Linked DNA regions of Mus musculus: region 1 is linked to region 2. A link is a contact called in public HiChIP or PLAC-seq data. All regions are on one chromosome and are shown on one strand. The core of a region is the stretch at or near the end of the contact, and the rest is flanking DNA. Distances in the headings are between cores, read along the strand shown.

What was found. HiChIP or PLAC-seq counts read pairs in DNA pulled down with a chosen protein or histone mark.
Region 1: a contact with region 2 is called in an H3K27ac HiChIP or PLAC-seq map of embryonic stem cells, with 2.4 times the contacts expected there. The contact joins two enhancer-like sites. A contact is called at or near these places in 1 of 115 datasets of contacts at active chromatin or transcription factors (embryonic stem cells) and 1 of 9 other capture datasets (pancreatic islet).

The regions. Positions count from the first base shown.
Region 1 is chr10:94,528,201-94,535,651 of GRCm38.p6, forward strand. The region is part of intron 1 of Tmcc3 (transmembrane and coiled coil domains 3); the gene reads left to right. Among named protein-coding and RNA genes, the nearest start is that of Gm40743, 17 kb to the left of the region's middle. Within about 2 kb of position 3,376, at least 34 of the 459 cell types and tissues checked have an H3K27ac peak or open chromatin away from gene starts, as enhancers often do. A contact at or near this core is called in embryonic stem cells, where this site is marked.
Region 2 is chr10:94,157,286-94,164,319 of GRCm38.p6, forward strand. Nr2c1 (nuclear receptor subfamily 2, group C, member 1) reads left to right here. Exons shown (of 14, transcript NM_011629.3): 3 at 4,965-5,159; 4 at 6,444-6,522. Among named protein-coding and RNA genes, the nearest start is that of Nr2c1, 13 kb to the left of the region's middle. Within about 2 kb of position 2,111, at least 7 of the 459 cell types and tissues checked have an H3K27ac peak or open chromatin away from gene starts, as enhancers often do. A contact at or near this core is called in embryonic stem cells, where this site is marked.

The DNA.
Region 1 (7,451 bases), core at 2,126-4,625, 370 kb after region 2:
CCTGTATTCCATCCTGACCGTCCCAGCCTACAGCCCTCCTGGGCCATGGTTGGCAGTCTCTCTGTCCTGCACTTCGCAGGCCTGATCTTTCTGCTTCCCCATCATGGCAGTTCATAGGGCATATTACATATAAGGCTGAGTGTGTGTCTTTCATTGAGAAGTCACAACATTGGGGCAGTAGCTGCTGGGAGATTAGAATGGATTAATTAAATACCACTACAGATGGCGCCCCACATTAAACACCAATTGTTACTGGAATTTTCAACCCCAATAAGTATATATATATATCACAATCCACACAATTATGATTATAAGCTATGTGCCTAGATTGGGCACATCTAGCACTATGCTAACTTATTCCCCAGCTATAAGACCCTTTGCTACTTGCAGTTTCTTCTGGCCATGTGGTTGTCCATCATGACTTCCTCCTCCTCTTCCATCCTTACTCCTCTCTTCTCGTTCCCCTCTCTCCCACTCCCTAACACCTCCCATCACACCTTTCCCCACTACTGCCCAATCACAGGCTCTAGCCTTTGTTGACCAGTTAAAATGGGTAAAAGATTCACTTGAGATCACCTGCTTGTTGGGGGCAGCCCCTCCTGAGGAAACAGGACATCAGAATATAAGCAGCATCTGGGCCACCCACAACAAATTGGACCTGGCTTATAGTTTCAGAGGTTCCTAGCAGAAAGCATGGCAGCATGCAGGCAGATATGGTGCTGGAGAAGGAACTGAGAGCTCTATACCTTGATCTGCAGGAACCAAAGAGGAGACTAGATTCCACAGTGGGCAGAGCTTGAGCATAGGAGACCCCAAGCCCATCCCCACAGTGACACACTTCCTCCAACAAGGCCACACCTCCTAATAGTGCCACTCCCCATGGACCAAGCATTTAAACACATGACTCTATAGGGCCATACCTATTCAAACCACCACAGACCCTTACCCAAAGGTTGCCTAAGACCATTGGAAAACACAGATATTTACATTAGGATTCATAACAGTAGCAAAATTATAGTTGTGAAGTAGCAACGAAAATAATTTTATGGTTGGGGGTCACCACAGCATGAGGAACTGCATGAAAGGGTCACAGCAATAGGAAGGTTGAGAACCACTGTCCTCAAGGTTCCAGAATGTCCCCAAATCGTCCCACTAGCTAGGATGTCAAGCATTTGTTTAACAATGGGGGATCATTGGATATTCAAACTGTGATAATGTATGTTCATAGTCCTATCAGTGCATTAGCACAGAATCCCAGCTGCTTAACCTGATAACCCAGAGTCTCTCAAATAATGTCAGTCCTTCAGTCAGTCCAGCACTTGACCTGATCCCTTTCACAGAGGACTACCAGTTCCTCCATGATTGTAGGCACCCATTATATACTCTCTAGGGATGTGGTGCGGTCTCTTCACCTGGGCTTGGAGCCTTGGTACATGGTCGAGACTTTGTAAATGTTGAATGGGTCAGTACAAATGATGCTCTGGGGACTGGCAAGATGAGACTGTGCCAAGGACCAGCCTCGGCTTGGAGAGGGTTCCTGAGGAAGGGGTGTCTGGGAGCTGGTGAGACAAATGGCTCACAGTCAAATCGTGGGTCCAAGCTGACAGCCAAGGTTCTACTCAAAACAGCTTTCCCGATTGCACTCTCTGTCTGTCTATCCCTTCCCCTCTCCCCTCTCCCCTCCCCTCTCCCCCTCCCCACTCTGTGTACAGAAAACAAACCAACAAGCAACCATTTATAGACCCACCAGGAATAATACACTACTGAGCCGAGGCTCACATCCTCAAACACCCAAGCTTTCTTGGGATTTTGGTTCCTATTGATATGCTAGGTGAAACTGGTGGCTCGTTTCAACTATTTTCCTGTTGCAAATGAGGCAGGTTGTATATGAAAGTTTTAAATTTTGTACAGTGTTTGATTTTACAAGAAACTGCTGGGGACAGTAGTGACATTCCCCTGTATCCTCTAAGCCACTTCCTCCAGATGGTTAAGTCTCACAGAACTAGAAACACAACAGGTTGATTGTGTTGTCATAGGCTACAGAACTAGAAACACAACAGGTTGATTGTGTTGTCAGAGGCTCAGAGCAAGCATTTGTCTATGTGTGAGCCCCCTGTTTATCTATTCTGGCCACATACACACTCAACTTCGGAGCAGATTTGCAGGAGCCTTCTATCTATTAGAGAAGTTGCCATGGGCATGCGGTTCCCCAGTGTTGTTATTCCTGACTGTATCCATTTCTCTTACCATGTAACAATTGCACAGGAGCATCTTTGAAACAAAGTCTGCTCATTGTTCCATGGTTTGCCTGGCTCGAAGTCTGGGTGCACTACAACCACATCCCCTGAGAGTTTCATCAGCCTGAAATCAAAGTGTCAGGCAGGACAGAAGTCTCAAGGGAGACCCAGGGGTCCTTTTGTAAGCTCTCTGGTTGCTCACAAAGTTATGTTTCTTGCAACTGAAGCCCTCAGAGGCTGTCTACCATTCCCTGCCACATGGCCCCTTCACAGCTTGCTTCTTCAAGACCTACAGACCCCAGTCCGTTGGCTCTCTTACCTCTAGATCCTTGTTTTGAGCTTGCCAGGGCCGACATATATGTTGTTTTGATTTATGTCAACTGATTAGGAGCCTTAATTGTATTTGGAGAATTCCTTGCCCTTTGCCATAGAAGATAGCCTAGTCATGGAGTAAGGTCCTGTCTCAAGTCTTGCGGGCATCCAGGGTGAGGAGGATCATATGTTGGCTACTGTCTTAGAAGTCTGCTAATCATGCTGGTTTATGCTCTGTGAGGATGGAGGGGCATAGATAGAGCTAGCATATAGAGAACATGTAGTAACATATATAGGACATACATAGAAAACACTGGGTAATAGCAGCAGACCTGCCATGCAGACATTTGGAAGTGCTTAGGTGTGGAGGTTTCTTCGGATAGCCTTTGCTCTCCGCAAGCCCAGGATGCTTGTGTTCTCCTAATGCGTTTTATGATTTTCGTTTCCCTGCCTTTGGATTTTGGAACTAGGTAGAATCTCTTGGCTGCTTTCCATATGTTCCAACACTATTTTTTTTTTTTTTGCATAGTTACCTGTTTTTAAAAATATACTGCTTCCCATATGGACGGAACTTAATTATTTTATCTTTTTCTTTGAGTTTTAAAAACTAATGAACTCAGCTGGTTGTAATTCTGATGCATTTATTCTGAATCTTCATTCCCCTCTCCCCCAACCTCCTGCCTCAAGGAATTGAAATGTGCATTTTGAGAACTCTAGTTGAAGCATTTAGAAAACTTCAGGCAGGCATGATTCCAGTATCCTTTACAAAGAGAGGCCAAAGGAGGGAGTTGGGGACAGTGAAGGTTTGTGTGCCTGTGAATACAGATGGCTCAGTGGGGAGAAGGTCTTGCTGTGCAAGTCTGAGGACCTGGATCCAATCCTTGGAACCCAGAGGGGGAAGAAACAAAGCCTGACCTCTGACCTCTGACCTCCAAACACACAAGTGACAAAACAAAAATGGCTTCTCACCAAGCTCCTGCTGTGACAAAGTACTCAAAAGGGCCAGGTATGGTAGTAGCACATTCCTGAAATCCCTGCATTGGAGATGCAGAGGCAGGAGAATTGCTGTCAGTTTGAAGCCAGCCAGCTCCATATAGCAAGTTTCAGTTCAACCAGGGCAGTGTGATTAAGACCCAGATTAAGACCCCAACAGTAAGGTAAACCTGACAGAGACCGTTTAAAGGAGTAAGACTCTATTGTGGCTCATGGTTTGAGAGGATATAGTTTTTCCAGGCCACGAAGGCATGGCAGCAGGAGCAGCTTGGTCTATGGCAGGAGCAGGGGGCAGCAGCTTGTTCCAGGCATAAACCAGGAAGCAGAAAGCTTGGGCTAGAAGTGGAGCTAGCCTTGTCTCAGCCTAGCGATTCATCTACTTCCCACTAGGTCCCACCACCACTCACAGGTTCCACAGCCTCACAAAACAGCACCTCTGGCCCGGTGACCCAAGTGTTCAAACGAGATCCCGTGAGATCGTTTTACATTTAAACCATAAGACGTTCGTTTAACCCTTGATGACATTACAAGATTTCAGATCTGGAGGTGATATGCTATTTCTTACCTTGTTCTTGTTTTCTGTTCCCCATTGCCCCTGGCCAAGTATAACTGAATTCTTAGAGGTTGTTTCATGTACCTGTGATGATCTTGGAGCCATCTGCCTGCCTCTAGTTCTGTGTTTGATACACAGACAGGTTGGAGCTGTTGTCTGTGCCCAGAAACTAACATTTACATTCCATAACCCGACCCAGGAGCATCGTCAGGGTGGCGGGAGTATGTTTATATTGCATGCTTTCATTTGGGCAAGGTGCCCTCCCTTACAAGCAAATCACCACATAGTATTGGCTATATAAGGTGGACCAAAGCCTTCCTCACGTGCTGGCCAGGTATGGGGCTCCGTGAACTGGTGCTCCTGGGCACCAAAGTTACCCCTCCCTCCCTTCTTTCCTTCCTTCCCCTGTTCCCAGGAACAGCTGGGGACACTTTCTCATTCCATGTCATTTTCTAGCACCTACAAATGCCCTGCTGTCTGGGTGGGTGGAGGCACCTGATCCTACTGCTGAGGAATTTGACCAGCTCTGTGAGATAGAACACAAATGAAAGTAGGCATGTGTTCTCGTGGCTTTCTTTAAGTTGCGCATTTTAAAATAATTCCTGTGTTTGGGATGATTCTGACAACAAAAGGGTGATAAATAATAAGACACAAGTGAAAGATGAAGCAGCTACTTCTGAACACAAAAACTATTGTTTTTTTCTCCTGCTCAGGCATTTTGGAAGTCTTGGACATTTTGTCAGTAGAGGCTCCTCTAAAGTAATTGCTTTCTTAGTTTACACACCAGCCTAAAATAAGCATGACTTTTTTTTTTTTCTTTAAAGGACAGCAAAGTTATTAAAGTCTCACCAGATTTTAATTTTCTAGCATTTATGATTGCTTTGCTGGTTGAATTTAATTTAAGGTTGAAGCCAGTGCCCTGTGGATGTAACTGCAGTGATGTCAGATTCTAGAATGCTAAGGTGATGAAATGGTCTGTCAGACACAGCAGCTATTGCATAGGGGGGGGAGAATGATTGACAGCTGCTGAGGAGTGTATCAAACTGTTAGCCCAGTGGTTTCCATTCAATCGTAGGTTGGCAGAATTCCTCATGGTAACTAAATCCTTCCGATTCGGAAGCGGGGAGGGTCATTTGGGGAAAAGTTAAGATCCCTAACTTCCCATGGAACCTCTACCAATCTCCCTCCTTGTTTGCATCAGATTCTGGTTACCGCCCCAGGTGCAGCTGTGTGGGTGTGGTCTCTCCTCTGCTTACTCCCAGCTCTCCATCCCTCAAGCACGGCTTTACCCACTGGTAAACCAATCCAATCCAATGTGTTTGCATCATACTATTGGTCATACAAGTAGTATCTCTAGAAACTTGCCCTTTCTCATCATTGTGGAGTGTGTGTGTGTGTGTGTGTGTGTGTGTGTGTAAGAGAGAGAGACAGAGAGAGATTTCCCTCACTTTCATCCCCTCCCTCCTCTTTAAACTGCTGTGCATTACTTCAGTACACAACGGAGAAGGGAACAGAGTGTGTGCACAGCAGTTCTAATGATGAGCAGTTTCTCTGTTGGTTCTGAGGTTTCTATCCCTAGGGGAGAGCATCTCTGGAGAATATACGTCAGAGGGGGAGAGCTAGACCAGAAGAAAAAGAATGTCTTCAGCCTTATGGTCCATTCTTGAGAGCTTTTTTTATTTATTGGGGGGTACATTGTGTGGAAGTCGAAGCACAGCTCTTCCTCTACCTCGTGGATCCCAGGGATTGAACTCAGATCATCACACTTGGCCGCACGCAAGCCTTTTTGCTCACAGAGCCATCCTGCTGGGCAACCACCCACTCTTCAATAGCTTTCCCAACCGCTTCTACTTAAGCAGTGATTTTTATACATTTTTTTTTTAAATATCTTTAATAGGAATTTTTATATTTTGTAGGTTGTGTGCCTAGGTATTGGATAGTATTTATTTTAAACATGCATATTTTTATCTTGCCTAAAAGCACATATAGTGATTGTGAGTGTGCCAAGAGGCAGTTTTCAGATCTTGTCAAGACTTCAGCTTCTCTCCCCCGTTAATGTGTATAAAAGTTGATGTCAATATCTTAGTAATTGAGACATAATTCACGTAGGTAAAATGTCCCCTTTCTGAGTATTTATGTGTTCTATATGTATATATTATAAATATTGTATATATGTGTGCATGTATATATATATGTATATGTGTATGTATGTGTATATATACATATATGCATATATACATATATATACATACATATACATACACACACACACACACACATATATATATATATTCATTCATTCTACATATAAAGGCAGAGTCTTGCCATTTTTCAACCAGTTAGGATATAGCGTATTTTCCATGCTTCCAAAAGCACCCTTCAGCCCCTGATCTGACCTTTGACCTTACAGCTCAGCTTTTCTAGAATGCAGTGATACAGTCTTGGCACCATCCCCCCCCCCCCCCCCCCGTGTTGCTTCTTATTTAATTTAGCATCATTCTTTTGTAATTCCTCCTGTAATCCTGCTGGCTACCAGGATCTCAGGGCATAGCCCAGGAGGACCCTCAACCTGGGTTCCTCCCCACAGCACCCGCTCCTCTCTCTTGATCAGTAGTGGCAGTATCTTTTTCAGAGTACTGTGATAGGCATGGACAGAAATGAAGAATGGTGAAGGGCTCTGGTGTGTGGGTGTGTGGTGGAGTGTTTTTCTTATGGGCACACCCCAACACTATGAAAAGATGTCTATGGGAGGGTGAGCTCACAATCGTGTTCATTGGGCATTTTGTTTTTAGACATTTAGATACTTCAGGATACAGCAAAACACACATTTAAATATTATTGTGCATGTTGTGTGCAAGTAGAGCTGTATTCTTTCTTAACCTATAGTCTCCTTGATCTGCTACGTGTGTTCTAGCCCCGCAACACAGCAGTGCAGCTGGAGTGGGAGGCCATGATATCAACAGGACTCTGTGAGAACCATGGGACCTCCCTCCTGAGATCCCCAGAGCGCTGCCACCCTCCCCCCCCAACCCCCACCTGTTGTTTTTATATCATCTTCCTGTATACTGTATGTCTGCATTTTCCCTTCTTGTAAGGGCACCTTTATATTGGATTGCTACCCAGCTTAACTTATCCTTCCAAAGGCCTTTTCTTGATATAGTGAAATTCTGACATACTGGGGATTAGGACTTCATGAGATGTTTATTTTGTTTGTTTATTGAGACGTGATCTCACCGTGTAGCCCTGGATGGCCTGGGATGTGCTTTGCAGACCAGGTTAGCCTGGAGCTTACAGGGGTCCACCTGCCTCTGCCTCCTAAGTGTTTCTCTAGGAAGATATAGCAAGGGCCCAAGAAG
Region 2 (7,034 bases), core at 861-3,360:
CTACATCCTATTTTTAGCAAAAATTAACCATGGCATGGCATGCTTTTGGAGTTTTATCCAAAATTTTTGACATCATTACTCATGTAGACAGTATTAATCTTGACTCTTCTTTTTTTTTGGGGGGGGGTTGGTTTTGTTTTTTTTTGTTGTTGTTTTGTTTTGTTTTGTTTTGAGACAGGGTTTTTCTGTGTAGCTCTGGCTGTCCTGGAACTCACTCTGTAGACCAGGCTGGCCTCGAACTCAGAAATCGGCCTGCCTCTGCCTCCCAAGTGCTGGGATTAAAGGGCGTGCGCCACCACTGCCCGGCCGATCTTGGCTCTTCTGTCTGAACTATTTTGACCAAGTCTATCATGTTTTTGGTTTTGGTTTTTCAAGACACTGGGCACGTCAGGCCTCAGAACTATATAGTACAACACTATCTTGTCTTAGTGACCTTCTCTGGCCTCCATTCACTGTAGGAAAGAGGGGTAGGCTGCTATAAAATAGTGCTGAATAAAAGCCCGTCTCAGGAACGTGGGAGGTGGCTCATCTGTATAGAGGTGCTTGCCACTAAGTCTGAGTTTGGTCCCCAGAAAAACAAAGAAAGAAAGGTGGGGGAGGGAAAGAAGGAAAGAGAAAGAAAGGAAAGAAGGATGGATGAAGAACTCTCAAAGGTGTCCTCCCTCTCCACACGTATGGTATGGAGTGTATGCATGCACACACACATAAATGTAAAAAACTTAAAAATATAAAAATAAATATCAGGCACAATGCAGATCAGTGGTATGTATGATCCAGGGTGGTTAGCACACAGTCTGATAATAACCACGGATGGCTCCTTATGGCAAGAGTTGTCCTTAGTAATGACTGGGATCAGACCTTTGAGCTAGCTCAGCAAGTAGAGGCACTTCACTCACTAAGCAAACCTGACGACATGAGTTTAAACCCTGGAACCCACAGAAAGGTGAAAGGAAAGAAACAACTCCAGAGAGTTGTCCTGGGACTTGCATATACATGTAGTCTCTCATACACACACACAATATTAATAGCTAAGATAGTTTTAGCTACCTCGTATAAGTGAATCTTATGTTAATAGTAATGCTGATAGTGAAATAAAAATCAATTAAAGCTTCCTCAGGATATTAGTACCTATAGACAACAATTATTGATTTGCCAGGCTACTGGCACACGGCTATAATCTCAGAACTCAGGAGGCAGGAGCAAGAGGCTCTCATAAGACAAAGTATCTGTCTCTTCAGAGCTCTGCCTGCCCCGCTCTGTTCTCCATTTGTATATAACAGAACTCCTGATTCCATGCTGCAGCTAACTTTCACAAAGCTACACATCATGTTTTGGTGTGGTACCAATGGACAATTTCCACAGCTTGAAATGCTATTAAATTATTCCCTTCTTTTCCATACTATCTATGTGAGACTGGGTTGTTTGGTTTTTTTTTTTTTTAATTCTGAACCAAAACCTGCATATCCTAGTAGGTTAAATGAAGAGACAGATATGAACTTACAACTTCATTAAGCCAGGCATTGAAAGAGTTCACAGAAATATAAATTACCACGACTCTTACTACTACATATTTAGTGAAGAAATAAACTTAGTTTTCATAAGTTATTTCCCATCAGAATATGCATAGTTTTTAAATGAATAAAGGGTTTTTAATTATCTTGGAAATTTCATTATACCTCTCCCAAGCCTAGTTTCTTTGTTTCATTTCCCCAGAACCGTCAGGGTAGAGCTAGAATATGGCCCCAGGCCTCGGGAACTTCTTTGAGCAGTTGTACAGGATATCCTGTGATCAGTCCCAGCAGCCCACTGGTTTACAGATAGGCAGTCATGAATGCAAATGAAAGGCTCCCAGGCCTGGGCCTGGGCAGGGGTTGGGGACACTGTGCCAGAGCACACATTTGTGGGACTAGATAAAGCAAGATGTGTCCCCTGTCACCAGGGACTCTTCCAAAGCATCGTACAGCTTCGCCCTGTAGTCATTCTAGCCCAGGAGAAACTTGGTAAAGTTCAACTTGAGAATTACATTTCTTGGCTTGTCCCTCCCTTTGAACTGAACCGCCTCTGCGACAGATAGGGAGGTGTCCTTCCCATTGTCATTGATCGAGATGTGTATGTCGGTGAGGGGGAACGGTTTCCCCAGTGCAGGTGTTACAGCTCTGAAGGAAAAAGGACCCTGGCAGCCGGGAGCCAAGGATTTACCACAAAGTCACACCACACAGCAAACCTCACACAGGAGATGTACTGGGAGGGGAAACCATCAGCGACAGGGAGCTGAGCAGGAGGCAGGTTTATATAGGGTTTCTGGGGAGCAGAGCTCTCCTGGGCGGTCTGATCTTGGGGAAAGCTCAGGGATTGGTGGGATTTCATTCTTTGGGGCTGGTGTTATCCACCCCACCCCCCAACCCCTTGGCCCTGATCTCTGGCTTGGGGTCAAGTCAGGGTCAGAGTGTTCTTTTTCCTTGGCACTTTTACCCTGCAATGTCAAATTTGACATGGTAGCTGCCTCCTGACATTTTGAGTGTGAGAATTGTTTACCTAATTACAGTTCTTCTCCATCAAAGACCAAGTTTATTGTCTTTCTTTTTCAATTATTCTGTTATACTGTATTAAATAAATACCCTTTTATGGGTCTAATGTTTTAACCCAGTGGCAGTTAGATCATGCATATACCTAATTCTCTTTTCTAAAAACTGACTGAATATTGGACTTTTAATTACAATGGGTTTTGTTGAAAGAAACAATCTGAACTAGAATAGACAACAATGTTAAATGTGGTATGCTGGCTAGTTTTTGTCTACTTGACTGAAGATAGAGTCATTTTGGAAGAGGGAACCTTATTTGAGAAAATTTGCCTTGGCCTATGGGTAAGCCTGTGGTTTCTTTTCTTTTCTTTTGGTGTTTGTTTGTTTGTTTGTTTGTTGTTTTTTTTGAGACAGAGTTTCTCTGTGTTTGCCTGGCTGTCCTGGAACTCACTCTGTAAACCAGGCTGGCCTGGAACTCAGAAATCCGCCTGCCTCTGCCTCCCAAGTGCTGGGACTAAAGGCGTGTGGTGGTGGCGCCTGGCAGCCTGTGGTTTCTTGATTGATGATTAATATGGGAGGGTCCAGCCCACCGTGGGCAGAAGGTTCCACCCTAGGCTGTGGTCCTGGGTGCTGGAAGATGGCAGGCAGGCTGAGCAAGCCATGAGGAACAAGCCAGTAAGCATGGGTCTCTGCTTCAGTGCCTGCCCTCAGGTTCCTGCTCTCTCTTCCTTCCATGATGGACTGTGAAGTAAACCCTTTCCTCTCTAAGTTGCTTTGATAGTGATGTTTTATCACAACAATCGAAACCCTAAGGAAGTAAGACCCATGTTAACATTTGTTACAAATGAACTGGTGTTCAAAGCCAAGTCCTGTAGGAAGCTGGAAATTATTGAAGTTAGAGCCTGGGAATGGTAGAGATAGCTATGAAAAAATATAATCGAGTACATGAAAAACAAAGCAAAGCTACCCAGACGTGGTATAACGAAGTATTTACCTAATCCAACAGTAGCAAGAAAGAGAAGTAGTTACCTAATCCATTTTAATGTTCAACAAAGAAAGTTCAAATGATAGCAGCTCTAATCAATACCAAAAAAAGCTTCATTAGCCATTCAGAACTTTGAAAGTTTGCACACAAAATAGTTTCAGAAAAGTAGAAAAAATATTGAAACAAATTTGAAGTTGGGTCAAATATTAAATCAGCTTACTAAGGCTTATTTTAGGAAATACTTGATTTGTAATAAAAGTTGTCAATGTTGAGGGGGTTCTCTCCTTCATGAATTCACTCTGGCATAGACTGTCCTGTCAGCAGAGGCCACTCTTATCCTTACTACTCAGTCCAGTGTTCCGTGACCACCCTTGACTAACCTCCCAACCACCAGCTCATCCCAGTGGTGTACTTCTGTACGCTACTTATGGGTTCTTATCTCTACCTCTCTTCCAACCCTCATTCCGCCCTAATCCCTTCCAGCCCCACAACACTAGGTAAGAGAGAGAGAGGTTAGAGGGAAAGGGGGCATAGACCTCTATAGGCGCTATGGGCTGTCATGTTTCTTATGGGCCAGTCCAACCTTTGTCTTCAGGGTAACTCCAACTTCTTCTTCTTGTCAAACAATAGCAACCAGGAGCCGCAGAGGGGAGGAAGAGCAGCAGAGGGAAGGAGGAGCAGCAGAGGAAGCAGGAGCAGCAGAGGGGAGGAGGAGCAGCAGAGGGAAGGAGGAGCAGCAGAGGGAGGAGGAGGAGGAGCAGCAAAGGGGAGGAGGAGCAGCAGAGGGAGGAGGAGGAGCAGCAAAGGGGAGGAGGAGCAGCAGAGGGAGGAGGAGGAGCAGCAGAGGGGAGGAGGAGCAGCAGAGGGAGGAGGAGGAGCAGCAGAGGGGAGGAGGAGCAGCAAAGGGGAGGAGGAGCAGCAAAGGGGAGGAGGAGCAGCAGAGGGAGGAGGAGGAGCAGCAGAGGGGAGGAGGAGCAGCAGCCTGCCTGCCTACCTGCCGTTCCCCCTAAAATTATCTTCACTGCTACTTTGTAACTGTAATTTTGTTTTTGTGAATTGTGACGTAAGTCTCTGTGATCGGGTCTCTTGCATTCCACAAAGCGCTCAGGACCCACAGGTTGAGAACCAACAGTCTAAGTGAGAAGTAGTGAAAGAAGGAAGAAATCAAAATAGTGACGTAAACTAACCTCACCATTGCACCTTTGTAAATTTCACACGTGCTCGCTTCTAGCAGAATTTCATTAGAAGTAGTGTTGCCATTTAAAAGGTATATAACTGGCTTCTCTAGCTTTGTTTTGAGGTTAAAACTGATTCATTGAAGAACACAAAAGTCAGACATGGTAGTCCGTCCCTGTTCTCCAGTACTCAGGAGGCTGAGACAGCAGGTCATGGGTTCAAGGCCAGCAAACAAACCTGATTGAGTTGAACCAATCATTAATGTGCCATGATTGTGTTAGATTGTTACAGAGCAGCAGACTGGACAGAAAATCCAGATCGTGACAGCACTTGACCACAGCACACAGGGCAAGCAGTTCATTCTGGCAAACCACGAGGGATCCACGCCAGGGAAAGTCTTCCTCACAACTCCAGACGCCGCAGGTGTCAACCAGTTGTTTTTTACCAGTCCTGATCTGTCCGCACCGCACCTCCAGGTAAGTGAGGAAAAGATGTCTCTTCTCTTGTACGGGCAGACAAAGACGGATAGAAAAGTCAATCTGGAAGAAGAAACTCGAGCTCTTTGCCATCATCCTAATAACTATGCCTAGTGGCGAGCTCTTGATGTAATTTAATAGGCTTAGTAGTTCACCCAAGAGCACCTTACCATTCTCACTAATGGCCAGTTATATGGTGTTTTTATGTAGCAGTCATAATTGCATAATTATAATTACTCCCATTGATAAGAGTTTATGTATAACTCCTTTTCTTTTTTGAAAAAGAATCCATAACTATCTTTTCTTTGAAAATCCACAACAATTTTTTTTTTTTTTAAATCCACAACTATGCTGTCACTTTGGGGTTTGGAGGCAGCCGGGCTATCCTTCTGGCACACAGTCTTCCTGTAACCCAGGCTGTTTTGAACTCACAGACCCTTGCCCCCTAGCCTCCCACGTGCTGGCATGACACCTGCGAATCACTGCATCCAGCTTTATTATATTTTTTTGCAGTGCCATTCAATGATAGTTTGGAAGGGTTCTGAACTGTCAAAGACAAATGTCATGAAAGGTCTTAGAACTTTTAGAATAATTACACATGTTTTATATGAATAGCATCAGTGTATATGAGTGGCTTACATTCCAAAACACTCATGTATTTGTGTGTTGAGAGCTTTTTAAAAAAGATTTATTTATTTCATATGTATGTATATACCTGAGGACATGTGTATGCGTAACATGTGTGCAGGCACCTGTGCAGGTCAGAAGAAGGCATCAATGCCTGAACTAGTCTTACCCATCAGTTGTGAATTCCTGTTGTGGGTGCTGGGAACTGAACCCGCTCTTCAAGAGCAGCAAGTGCCCCTAACCATGGGGTCACCACCAGTTGGGGTTTGGTATGTTGGTTTTGAGGGAGTCTCACTATGTAGCCCTGGCTGGACTAAGTAGACCAGGCTGGCCTTGAATTCACAAAGATCCACCTGGCTTCCCCACCCCACCCCACAGTACTAGGATTAAAGGTGTGTGTCACCCAGGCCACTCATTGTTTCTTAGTGGAATTGTGATTGCTGTGGAAGAAGTGAAAAGAAACTCATAGTTTTCACCTCATATAACACTGAAGTTTTTGCCTATGTGTGAAAGAAAACTAGCATAACTGGTATATCCATATTAGTAGGGTTCTTAGTTTTAAGAATAATTCACGTCACAGTAAGAAGTAACTCCAACTGCATATTTTTGGACAACATGAAGCTGTTGTAATTAATAACATTTTTCTTCTTTTAAAAGCTCTTAACAGAAAAGTCTCCTGACCAGGGACCAAATAAGGTTTTTGATCTTTGTGTCGTGTGTGGAGACAAAGCATCAGGTATGATTACAAATAATCCTGTGTATGTTAATCTGTTAAAGTAACTGATCCTGAACTGTGGTTCCTCCAAAATTAAAAAATAAACGGAAGAACATGTTGTTTTTATGCTTCATATTTATGGCCTATAAGACTTTACCTTTCTCTGGTTTTTATTTGTTTTGTTTTATTTTTATTTCAGTGTCAGTTAATTTGATTTCTAATGGTATAAAATATTTGTTTTGGTTTCACTGTCTAGAGGTAAACACATAGAAAACTTTTAAATGTAAAAATTAAATTTGCCAAAGGAATCATTGAAAAATGAATTGTGGTCTTTAATAATACAGTATGGTGTTAATATATTGTTAACACACTTCCCAAAACCCTGCTTCAAGAGTTCAGAGGACGGTGAGTTGCAGAAGTAGAAGACTCTTTGGTAAGTCTTTATTAGCAGTTCCCCACGACAGATTTACAATGGACCAGGCCCAACCCTGACTAGTTTCTGCAATCAGATAGGGTCTGCTGGAGACAGACTG